2 separate regions of the Podarcis muralis genome follow, and region 1 is linked to region 2. Evidence: chromatin contacts called from public Hi-C data. All regions are on one chromosome and are shown on one strand. Each heading gives the region's core, a stretch centred on a gene start, on an enhancer-like site or on the middle of the called end of the contact. The rest is flanking DNA. Distances are from core to core; before and after follow the strand shown.

Evidence for each region. Hi-C and Micro-C count contacts between places; a contact is called where the count stands out from the background.
Region 1: a Hi-C map of tail shows a contact between it and region 2, with 2.9 times the contacts expected there. The contact joins the promoter of UQCRC1 here to the promoter of NCKIPSD in region 2. A contact is called at or near these places in 2 of 3 Hi-C or Micro-C datasets (blood and tail).

What each region holds. Positions count from the first base shown.
Region 1 is chr2:83,225,047-83,231,194 of rPodMur119.hap1.1, forward strand. It overlaps UQCRC1 (ubiquinol-cytochrome c reductase core protein 1), which reads left to right and starts at 3,197. Exons shown (of 13, transcript XM_028719159.2): 1 at 3,197-3,346; 2 at 5,526-5,666. The coding sequence starts at 3,272.
Region 2 is chr2:82,976,548-82,983,342 of rPodMur119.hap1.1, forward strand. It overlaps NCKIPSD (NCK interacting protein with SH3 domain), which reads left to right and starts at 4,689. Exons shown (of 13, transcript XM_028719155.2): 1 at 4,689-4,987. The coding sequence starts at 4,817.

The sequences.
Region 1 (6,148 bases), core at 1,947-4,446, 250 kb after region 2:
GGAAGCAGTGATCTTGAGCATTTTCTCACCATGATATTTCCTGGGGCAATGATCTCGCTCAGCACCCCAAAGCGTGCAGTTTTGGGCACCGTGCCTGAGAAAAGTGCTTTTGGGGGGGAGAAATCAGGGTGTGAAATTGTGCGAGATCATTATGTCCAAAACGGCTGCCATCCTCTCATGAGAAGAAAACGGGAAGATGGTGTCAAGGAAGATTGTGCCCCAGGATTTTGCTGTTGAGGTGTTGGAAGGTATGCTAATATCCCACTTTACACATTGGCAGTAGCAGCACTGATGATGGGGAAGAAAGGTAAAAGGTAAAGGACCTCTGGACGGTTAAGTGCAGTCAAAGGCGACTATGGGGTTGTGGGGCTCATCTTGCTTGCAGGCTGAGGGAGCTGGCATTTGTCCACAGACAGCTTTCCGGGTCATGTGGCCAGCATGACTAAACCGCTTCTGGCACAACGCAACAACGTGACGGAAACCAGAGTGCACGGAAACGCCATTTAGCTTCCCACCACAGCGGTACCTATTTATCTACTTGCACTGGCGTGCTTTCAAACTGCTAGGCTGGCAGAAGCTGAGACAGAGGAACGGGAGCTCACCCCGTCATGGGGATTTGAACAGCCAACTTTCCGATCGGCATACCCAAGAGGCTCAGTGGTTTAGACCACAGTGCCATCCCCCTGACACCAGTGACACTGATGCTAACTTGGTGGTGAGGTTCAGGCTACAGAGGTGCCCCACTGGGACCAATTTGGCTCTCTTGCTGGTGCCACCCATGCAGTCTTGATCTCCCCAGCACCTATCCTACCCTGTCCAAGTAAGCAGCAACACCACCAGTGTCAAGGGGGTGGGTCTATAGCTTCACCCCCTGTGCAAAGTGCAACAGCAGAGATCATTCCATGAGCAGTCTAACGGTAAGTGTTAAAGTCAACTAGCCAAGAGGTGGACAGTTGGAGGTATTGCTTAGTAACCGTGCACAGTGGTGTGATATTTGATGAGGTATTACGTGCCATAATTGGTTGAGTAGTTCTGAGGGAGTTTTCCTCTGCATGTTTAGCTGAATGTCTCCCTGCTCTGTACAAGGTCTGAAGTAAAGCAAGGCAAAACCTCTCTGTTCCTTTCTCAATTATCCTGTTTTTTCCTCAGTAAAGTGATATCAATATTTCTTTTCTCTCTGGACTCCATCTGCTTTAAGTGACTTTGCTAACTTATCTGAAGAAGTGTGCATGCACACGAAAGCTCATACCAAGAACTAACTTAGTTGGTCTTTAAGGTGCTACTGGAAGGATTTTTTTTTTTGTTTTTGCTAACACACACCCCCAACTGCTGCAACACTGGTGAAGGCTATTTCCCGTCTACTGTAAACTCTATAGGTTTTCCGAGAAATCGCCTGTCCAGTTTTTGTTTTATTTTTTTACCGAAACAGCTTCTGAAGCAAAGCGTAAACCACCACTGTTTCCTTTAAAAAAAAAAAGTTTGAGAATGTTTAGTCTTACTCTGAATCTATTTGTGCTTATTATAGAGCAGTTGCAACTCATCTCAATAAGCAGTTGTAGCGGTGGCTGAAAGGAAGATAGTGGCCTCTAGTGCACAGTGGCACACATGACAACCATTTTCAAAGTGGTGTCTCCAAAACTGCCCTAAGAGGCAAAGTACTGTAAGGTCAAGGGTTTGCTGATGATGGATACCGGAAATAGGGGCTCTCCCCTGGTAAATAGTTTTGCAAGCTAGTATGATATGGTGGTTAGAGTGTTGGACAAGGATCTGGGAGGCCAGAGTTCAAATCCTCACTTGGCCATGAAGCTCTCTGGCCGACCTTGGGCCAGTCACTGCTACTCAGCCTAACCTACCTCACAAGATTATTGTGGGGATTAAATGAGGAAGAGGAGAATCACATATGCCACCTTCAGCTCCTTGGAGAAAAAGGTAAGCTATAAATGCTATAAATAAGAAAAATGTTTAAAATGGACAAAAACAGATTTCTTGTCTCCAAATAACCCTGCTCACATAGTAAAAAGAGGTTTCCAGACTTCTGTAACAATAAGCAGCCCAAAGAGGACCCAAAGTGCTCAGCAACCACAGAATGTGGCCTGGCTGTTGTGGGAGAGAACGGAAAATCAGGAGAGGGGCCAGAGGGAATGGAATGGAATACCCTGGTAGAGGGCATAAAACACTGAGAGGGCAGCGCATATGTTGGGATGGACACTTTTTTTTAACAGGCCTGGGGCAAGGTAGCAGTGGTTAAACCGGCAGAAGAGCCATATTGCCCCAACCTCACCATTGCCCTGCCCCCCAGCCCCATCCAGGAAAGCAGGAATAGCACAAGGGTCAGGATGGTGGCTTCATAGCTCCATCTCACTAAACACAGCCACTACCAAATCCTGAACATCAATGCTCCACGCTGAAACATCATGTTGCAGGTCCCACTGCCTTGAAGAAACTTTTGTGCAACAGGTGGATGGGGGGCATTTTAATAATCGTTTTAATATTTTTCCGTTTAGATTAAAATGAGGATAGATGAATTTTTAGAAGTTTGATTCTATTAATGTTTGATTTTGTTAAAATGATCGCTTTCCCCGTTTTTAGCTGCTTTTATTTTAGCAGTAAGCCGCTTTGAGTCCCTGTCAGGAGAAAAAGCAGAGACGAAATTAGGCTTTATTTCACCCTGTTCAAAGACCCAATTTGGAACCCCCTTGTTATAAATCCTCTCTCCCGGGACGGCGAAGATTTTACCAATGGCCTGTCCATTTAATTAGCTGGGTTCTTTTTTTCTTCAGCGTCCCTTTCTCTGACTTTTTATGTTTAAAAGAATTAAATCTTAGGAAACACACAAGCAGGCGGTCAGATTCTGGGCTAACTTTGAAAGAAACAGCATGGGCTTCTGCCCTCATAGAGGTAGAAGATTCGCCAAAAGCACTGCTAGCTCCTCTTGACACACTTCCGGTCTAAAATGGAACAAGTTCTCCACTCAGGCTTCCCATGCAAGGTATAGGCCTCTTCCCTCAAATGACGCAAGCGAGCGACGCCCATGGAGAGGCCCCTGACCAACGGCGGCCTTCAATCTTTTACCGTAAGTTTAGCCTGTGTGTGTGACTCTTAACTCTTTCTTATCTCTCTCTGGTGACTCCCTCTTAATACAAACAGTCCCTTACCATCTTTCTCCTGCGCATGCGGATGTCTTGCCTCATCTCTGATTCCCCCCCTTCCTCCTCCCGCGCATGCGCTCTTCCCTCTCCTCCTGCCGAGCTGCCGGGGTTAAGGCGGCAAGATGGCGGCGTCCTCTGTGTGCCGGGCGGCGGGTTGTGTGGCCAGCCGGGCCCTTCTTCGGGGTCCTCACGCTCCGGTGAGTGCCTGACCGGGTGGGCCGCTGACGGGGTGGAAGAGGAGGAGGAAAGGGCGGCGGTGGTGGGTAGAGGGGGAGCGAACGAAGCGGGGAGTGTGTGCGGAGCCCGTGGGGAAGCCGCCCGCGAAGGTCACGGCGCCCGTCCAGGCCGCCCATTTCACCAGCCGGGCGAGGCCTAGTGGCTGAGAGCTGCCGGCGATGGAAGCGCAAATCGTGACATTCTACAGATATCGTGGGTTGCAGCCCCCCCTACCAACCTTCACGCCCCCCCCCCCCCGCTGCTGCTGCTGTTGCTGTTGCTGGGGCGGTGCTCATTTTGACAGCGTCGCCACTTACCCTCCCATATCCCCACATTGGCCGTGTCCTTTGGAGCAAAAAAAAAAAAAAACACGTGCCTCTGAGCACCTGCAGAGTGTTTTTCCTGCGCCCCGAGCAGCCTTTCTAAGACTTCATAAGAAGGGGCAGGGTTTCTTTCTGAAGTCAAGCGGTCCAGTTCATTTTAGGCGTGTAGTACTGACCACATCTTGCTGGGTAGCGTTGTGGGAACACAGTCCAAAAAAAGAGGAAGAAACATGTTTTCCAAAACATTTGTGGCGGTAGTCCCAGAGCTCTTAAATTCATCATTAAGCTAAAGTGAGATTGGGCAGAAGTTGCCAACTTGCCACCGTTATGCGGTTATAAAAATCTCTCCTTTTTTGTTTTTGTGTTGCAAAATAAGCTTCTGATGTACGCACATCAGATTTGATTCATGGGATAATGGAATTAGGAGTTCAGTTCTTTTAATGAAATTTGGGGTTGCTTTAATTGTTAGAGACGTTTCCCAAATGATTACATTGAATTTAAATAATGAGCTGTTTCTGTCATCAATCTATGTAGAAAGATAAGCATTATTTTGACTTAGTATTTGGGGCAAGTTTAATACCTTTAAGTTTAATGTTCTGCTACAGGTAATTTATATACTTTGTGGTGTTCATTTGTGTATTTCCCCAAGTGCATTTGCAAAGATTTAATGTAGCAATTCACAAGTTTATTTGGGGAAACCTCATTTTTCACTTTAAAAGATGTAGTTTTCAGTACTGGAAGGAAGATTTCATAAGGCATTCTTTTTAGTTAATAGTACAATGATTGTAAAGCTTTTTTCTGCAAATCCTCCTGAACAGGTAATTTTGGAGTTGATGTATTTGGCACCCCTCTGTGGATGGATGGCATTGGGGTCTACGAAATGCCTGCTTCCATTTGCAATTTCAGTGGCTAGGGAGGCATGACATAGAATTGCTCATCATTACACTTTGACGGATGCACATGCTAAGCTGGTGGGCAGTAATCTGAGGCAGTCCTATTTATGAAAGATGTAGGTTATAGTGAGATTTATACATTAGAACAATAAATGGGACTGGATGGAGAATTTGTCATTTTCAGTTTTGTAATTTAGATACCACTTACCTGCTACTGCCAAATGGCAATATCTTTAATAGCAGCACCTTTTATAGTGACTATTTATAGACCATTGACTTTGAGTGCTTTGGGCTCTCCTTTATTGCCGGGGCAAATAACTGGGTTTTTGCAGAAAGCTAAATTTTAAATACTTGTTTATAAATGTTTATTGCAATGTTGTAGATGGGATGTTTCAGATCTTAGAGACAAAATACAATAAAAGTGTGCTACATTCAGCTCAGTCAGTGGAAAGTTGTAAAGCCATCTCTCTGTAGTGCTTCTTTATATTTAAAATTGAGGTTGATTGAACAAAAATTGATTTTCTGCTGTGTTGGACCCTTATAGAAAGGAATTGGTTAGGTCAGTTAGATACCGGTGATGTAATACAGTGGACGATCGGGTTGTGAATGTGAAAACGTGTAACCTGAAGCGTCTGTAACCCGAGGTATGACTGTACTGAAAACTCCATTCAGGTATATGATGTATGCATATACCATGGTGTCCTCTTTCTGATCAGAAGTTATTTTTTGTATTAATGCTGGGATATTTTTTTGGGTGGTGGTCACTTTTTGTATTAATGCTGGGATATTTTTTTTGGTGGTGGTCACATTTCATCAGGTGGTTTCTGTAACAACTTAAAATTGCATACAAGTAATTTTTCACATGTATCTGATGTCTTTATATGACTCTTCGTGTATATATCTTGTTATATGAATTGTGCTTTTGACAATAAACTTTTCTTTAGCCAGCGCTATGGAGTTTGACAAGAAGAGGAAGCACTGCATCTTATGCTCAGGTGCTGCATCATATTCCTGAGACGCATGTCACCACTCTAGACAATGGCTTACATGTGGCTTCTGAACAATCTGGCCAGCCTACTTGTACGGTAAGCATAATATGGGGTTCTGAAAATTATTAGAGTCTCTATTGTTTCAGTTGGGCCTATCTTCAGTTAAAGTTTGCTATTTTTTATTGAAGTGTGTAACCTGCCATCTTTCTGAGTTTCAAGTTAAAAAGTACTATTTTTGAAAAACAGAAAAGAAAATTCTAAAAGATAAATATCAAACTAAATGAGGAGCAAACACTAAATAATTCCTCTCACTGATTCAAAACAATGTTCTGACTTCAGTGACTCTCCAGGAAAAGGAATTCACAGCTATGAAGCAGCAACTGACAGTGCACCTTTGGATTTTGTTTGCTTCTTCTTTGCTTGTTACTGATCAATGGCAGTGATTCTCAGGCTTTATTCTGAAGAACCCTAAGGTTCCTGTGGAAGCTTCTCTGGGGCTTCTCCGTGAGAAGGCCAGAATGACAGGCAAATGTTCTTGAAACATGCCCAGCGCAACTGATCTACTCTTCAGCGTATAG
Region 2 (6,795 bases), core at 3,439-5,938:
TCACTGAGGATGACCTTGGGCCAGTCACTGTCTCTCAGCCAAACCCGCTTCACAGGGTTGTTGTGAAGATAAAATGGGGAGCAGGAGAAGCATGTATGGCACCTTGGGCTTGTTGGAGGAATGGGGGGAGTATGAATGTGAGAAAGACATACAAGATCAAGAAGATGACTTTCTCAGCTGGGTTAGGCACAGCCTGTTGGCCGGGAAACATCTAGTGTAAAAAGTCTCAACTCTTGTGTTTTCCTGGGAGATGACTGAGACCTGTTTATCAGATCCCCTCAGTCCTTTCTTGGTTTGGGGCCAGGTCACCATGACTGAGTAATCAGGCAGAATCAATGGGAATTGTCCAGTATGTATTTTGCTTACCATCAGTCAGTCCATGATTTGGCAAAATTGGCCGGGGGAGGGGGCTGTAAAGTTCTTGGGGGTTCCATTTTAGTGCTATGAGCATTGGCAGGGTGTGTTCCTATGACTGGACAAATTCATGGAGAATAAGGCTCTCACTGACTACAAGCCATATTAGCGACATTCTGCCTCCACTGTTGACGGGAGTAGGCTTCTGAATACCTCTTTCTGGGAATCACAAGAAGGGAGAGAGCTGTAGCATTCAGGTCCTGCTTGTGAGCATCCCATGGGCATCTAGCTGGCCACAGTGAGAACAGGATGCTGGACCAGATGGGCCTTTGGTCTGATCCAGCAGGCTCTTCTTACAAGGAGGGAGGGAGGTACCTGTTTATTTCTGGTCTCCTTCTGGGAAAGCTAGCTTTCACCTCATTTGTGCTTTCTTGGCCATCTTACTTTTTTGCTCACCAGACTCCTGCTTCCTAGTTTCACCCACTCTGCTCTCCACCATCCTTTCAGTCATCTACCACTAGATTCAATCCATATCTGTTTGGGGTGAAAATCTCACACACCCGAAAGCTGGCAAATTAGGCCATTGCCTGCAAAAGATCATGCCACAGCATGTTGCCACACTGTTCTAGATCTGTGCATTTTTATATTTTTATTTTTAGCTGGTAGGGAATAACAGTAAACCATGACTTCCGAAAGCAAAACAAAACAGTTCAAAGAAAGCAGAAGGCAGAGCTCGAGGGCTTTTCTATATTTGGTAATTTACGAAGGAATTGGAGAACGAAAGAGCTCTGTTTTGCAAGCTCCGATCGCCCTCTACTGACCTTTTGCTGAACTAAAGCTTCATGGATATTGTTAGCCACACACACACACACACACACAGAGAGAGAGAGAGAGAGAGAGAGAGAGACCGAGAGACCGAGAGACCGAGAGACCAGACACACAAACACGAGAGTTATCAGCAATCTTGGAGGAACCCCAAGGTTTGCAAAAGTACAAACAACTGCCTACGAAAAAATTACAATGGGAACTCTGCAAAAGACTTATGAGGACTCTCTGAAGCCACAGAATGCTGGTTGATTTTGGTCGGGGAGGGAAGGAAGCTCAGAAAAGGAAAAACTCAGTGGGAGTGGAAATGACATTGAGTATCCGGGAAGGGGGGAATGGCTGGCTGGTTGGAATTCTCAGCAGGAGAGCTCCATGCTGCAACACTTCGTTGCAGGTTCCACTTGTGGCAATCTAACAGTCCTTTGTCCTTGGAGCTCTGTACTTGGAGCTATAACACTCTGTGAGGACTCAAGAGCCAGCTTTCAATCTCAATTCAGAGACTGATAAGGTTACATCCATACCATACATTTAAAGCCCGTTTGAAGCACCTGGCTCCCTCAAACAAATAAAATAAATCATAGCAACTGCAGTTTACCTCTCATAGATTTACAATTCTCCGCACCTTAACAAACTACACTTCACATGATTCTTTGGGAGAAGCAATGTGCTTTAAATGTGGGTATGGCTTGAATAATACATGGAAGCCTCTTTTATTTACAGGTCTAAAAAAAAAGTATTCGTGGGGCATTCATGCAGTTGGGGCTGTGGTTAGTCCTAGAATTAATTTTAATGTCTCTACTGTGACCAGGGCCTTGTTAGATACAACTCTCAATCCCCCCCCCCCCCCCGGTGTTTTTACTTGTGTAGCTCCCAAGCTCTGTTGGATCGTTCTGCTTTCTTGCCTCTGCCATAACTCATGAAAAAGACTGTCATAGTCAAGCCTCCTTGAAACAGTTCCTTTTATTCTCTGTTTTCCATTATCAGCCTTTCAGTCTTACTGTGCCTCTCTCTCTGTCCTTGTCAGGTAGCGGAGAGTGAAAGAAGATATGTGCTCCGTACGGTTCATTTTCACTGGGATTGTCATACCAATTTTAGATGCTTTAAATGAATAGAACTCTGTGTTCTGTTTAAAAAATAAAGAAAACTTGGCAAGTGTCTAATCAGTTCTGTTTTGCATGCATTTACATAGTACAGTACCTTAATAAAGGTGCGTCTTGAAGGTGACAGTTTCTCTCAAGTATAAGGTGACTGAACATTTAAATGTTTGAAAGCGACCACATTGCTTACGCTAGAGATGCCTGCAGGCAATACCCAGCCTCCCCTCTCATTCCCTTGTCCTCATTCATCCTCTCCCCACTCCTGGCAACAGTGAAGGGAGCAATCTCTGCTTTCCGCCTGGCTAGCATCACTTCCAGGATGTTAGAAAACTGTGCAGGCAGAGCCAAAAGGGAGTGTGTGAGAACTGGCACTCCGGAGCTTTTTTCAACATAATAGCCAGCAACAAACAAACAAACAAACAAGCCTTGGCCCACTACAGACTGTAAAAACAAAACAAAAAAACCTTTGTATTTTTACAGTGGATTTACATCTAATTGTTCCAATTTGTTTGCAATTCCTTTACTTATTTATTTCATAAAATTGATATGCCTCTCGAATGTAAAAAAAGAAGACGTCTGCACTTGCCCGCAGGTTTCAGGATACAGTGGTACCTCAGGTTAAATACTTAATTTGTTCTGGAGGTCCGTTCTTAACCTGAAACTGTTCTTAACCTGAACCACCACTTTAGCTAATGGAGCCTCCTGCTGCTGCCAGGCCGCCAGAGCACGATTTCTGTTCTCATCCTGAAGCAAAGTTCTTAACCTGAGGTACTATTTCTGGGTTAGCGGAGTCTGTAACCTGAAGCGTATGTAACCTGAAGCGTATGTAACCCGAAGTACCACTGTAGTCTTGTTGTACATAATAAGCAGCTGGTGACACAGTTCAATGTACAGTATGTCTTTACATTAACCAGTGTCACTGGCAGCAGATTGCAGCTGAAAGGGAAAAATTTTTTGGTCAAAAGCATATGAGCAAAGAGTGCAGTAGGGGTGGGTACTGATCTCCACTGCCCCAGTATTTCTCACTAACGGTGATCCCAAAGTCAGCTTAGGACATCATCCCAGTGCTTAGATTCATCACTGTCTTCCTGTGCTGCTTTCACTGTCTGTCTCTGAGATTTCACCTTCCTGCACTAGCTTTGAAAACTTGCCACATGCTTTGCAGTGCTGTCCATATGCTAGGCATTATTCTTTTCTCTTTACATGTTGTTTCCCGCAATACAGGCATTGTCTCCTGCATGCTCCTCCATTAGGTGGCACATCCTATTTATATTGGACAGCATGCACCTGTGTCTCTTGGGTGCCTGCTAATATTCTAATTCTTGCTTTAGAAAGTTCTGCTGACCTGCGTACATCCAGGCAGCGATGTAGTGTTAAACTGGTTTCTCGCAACAGCTGTTCATGCAAATGCTGATCTCTTGTCTCCCAAACAATTGTGAATCTGATGAGTCACCCTAAAATTACAGGTTGATGCTAGTCCTTAACACAGCCACATAAGCATCTGCCTTCAGCACCATGTTCCCTCATAAAGAACTTGACAGTGTCCCACTGTTTCATTTTGTTCAGGTATACAGTATTCATCCAGTGCCTTAAAATATCTCCTCCAGAGTACAGCCAGTGATTAGGCCAAGAGACATGTCCTTCTCGCCCCTTGTCTCCAGTAAGGCAATAGGACAGCTTTACTTTGTGATTTTCTTCCTCTCTCTTCAGAGCAAGAACCAGACAAGAGTTCAAACTCTTCTCTCTACTGCCTCCATGCCTGGGTTAGACTAGCTGCAGTGAAATTTGGTGGTGAAACTACTCTCCTCAATGTGTAGTTATTGTGGATGCATCAGGAAAGAAAGGCCTGTAAGAGCTTTTTTGTTGTTGTGATTGTATGCTTTTAATAGAATATCTATCTACCTATGTTCGTTTTTTAATGAGTGGGGGGCTTTTTTGGCAGTTTAAAAAACCCCTGTAAGTTACCTTGAGACCCATGAGTGAAAAATGAGGGTGCACAGACAAATATATATAAAACCACACTATGGTTTTATATTTGCTGTAAGCCACCCAGCCAGGGTGGGGAAACCCCAGCCAGATGGGTGGGGTAGAAATAATAGAATTCTTATTCTTATTCTACTATTTCTAATAAGAATAAGACTAAGGGAAAATGCAGCGTGAGAGCATTTTAGTACAGTATAGAGGGGCGCCGGAGACGTTCCCCCAAGGCGGGGCGAGGGACGACAACTTGACCCAATAACAACAGCAGCAGCAGCCGCTTGAGGCGCTGTTGCTCTTTCCGCCCCCGGCCGCGCTTCCCGCCTCCCACATAGAGCGGCAGCCCAGCAGGTGGCGCCGCAGCCCCGCGAGCCCGGCAGGGGGCGTGGCTGCGCGCTGACATCGCCGGCGAGGGTGACGTAGCCCGGGGCGGGGGCGGAGCCTGGGGAGCCGTGTTTTGCAGCGGGAGCCGGCGGAGAAGGCGGCGCTGGCACTTGACCGGAGGGTCCCCTTCGGGTCCGCTGCCCTGTAGTGTTTCCCCCCACCCCACCTTCACGGCCGCCATGTACCGGGCCCTGTACGGCTTCCGCTCGGCCGAGCCCAGCTCCCTGGCCTTCGGCGCCGGAGAGACCTTCCTGCTACTGGAGCGGAGCAACCAGCACTGGTGGCTGGTGACCCGGGCGGGCTCCGGGGAGACGGGCTACGTGCCGGCCTCTTACCTGCAGCGCCTACAGGTCAGGCGGGGGGCGGCGACGGGGGCAGGGGGGCGAGGGAGGCGGCGGCGGGGACAGCTGTCTCGAGGGGGGCGCGGCGGGTCTCCGGCCCCTTCCTCCTCTTGCTGCTGCTCCCCGTCTGCCATGGGTGGGGGGGGTGGGCCTTGCGCCCGTGCCCCCCCTTCCAGGTGTGCAAAGCACACGCACGCAGCTGTCCTGGGGGGTTTTCCAGGCGCAGCCCATAACTTCGAGGGAAGGAGGCAAGTCCGGATTTGTTTACGACTGCTTCACCGTTCTGTCGCTGCGCAGGTCCATGGGGCAGGAAGGTGCACCGGACCAAGGCTTCCCAGAGCCTGTGGCCTCTGGGGAGGTTGTGTGCAGCTCCGGGCACTGAAGAAGCACTTCGGTACTGTGGAAGGAAGGGGCGGAAGCGTCCCCCACCCCCGGGGGCTTTGCTGCCTTTAGAGAGCTGCTGGGCACCCGGTGAGAATGGTGCGCGCACCTTCCCCTGGAAAATTAGGCGGCGCTGGTCTCAACGACGCCGTGCCGCTTTGAGTTGTGTCAAGTGGCGCAGGGCCTGCTCCGAGGAGATGGGCTGCTTGGCGTGTCTCACATGGTGTGTTGACAGGGTAGGGGTCAAATGACAAGCCTTGTGAGACTTGAAGGTGACTCTGGGCTACAGAGAGTGTCTCCTTGCTGAAGGAAGCCTCACTTTACAGTGCATCCTAGTAGTGACTGTGTCACTTTCACCTCTCCATTTCAGGTCTTTTTCAAAGCTCTTTTGCGGATGTTTGTCCTTGGTTTGTCCCTCAGTGGCCTGGTATTGCTCTTGCCATGCACTTTAATTGACTGTGATTTCTTATAGTTGGGCCAGGCAAATGGTTAAAAATAAAAAGAATATTTTGCAAAGAACGCTTTGCAATCTTACATCAGTAACTGCTCTCCTGTGCCAAAAGGAGGGGAGGGGGCATTTCTCGTTACTTCCAAATATCACTATGTGAGATGGAAACTGATGGGGATTGGTACATAGGGAGAAATGAAAATATGCAGTCTTGCTTAAGTGGCAAGGAAGAGAAACAGGTGCAGAATGAAAGATGGGATAGTATATCAGATGAGGTGCACCCTAAGATGCTTAGCCTACACCTGCTTCTCGTTGCCCAAGGGATGTGATACATGCATTTCATCCTAACTTTCACACCAGAAAGTCAAGCTCTAATGTGGGCACGTTCAAGGGTGAGTTGCATACAACCCAAGGTATTCATGGTATACTGTATTCAGAAACTGATCGGGGGGGGGGGGGGGCTAACACACACTCCTTCCCTTTATCTCTAGTGTTTGCAAATCCAATGACCCATCTTTCACACCTGATCTCCATGTGCAGAATATATAGTGCATTGGAGCTCGAGTGTATTGATGTGGATGAAATGTGAAGGCATTTGTAATGCTGAAAAGGAAAAGGAAAAGCTGTGTGGCAGTTACTCCCAAAGGGAGCCTGTGTTGGATGATAGCCATTACAAAGGATTCAGAGCTCGACTAATGCATGTATTTCTTGATGTTTATGTATACATTTGTGTGTGTGTATGTACACACACACACAATCAGGCAGCTGTTTAGAAAGTATCTCTGAAGCTGGCTTTCTGTGTCTACTGAGAATACTGTGACTCCTTGAATGCAGAGGAGAGCAGCAGTGGTTTCAAACCTCCTTCTAATGTGGATTATAATAGAGAGAGGCTAATAACAGGCCTGTCCAACTACTGATGAAGGGGCCAGACGGCTAAGCCTGAGCAAATGTTGTAACAATAGTGGCAGTAATTATAGCCAAGTCAGAC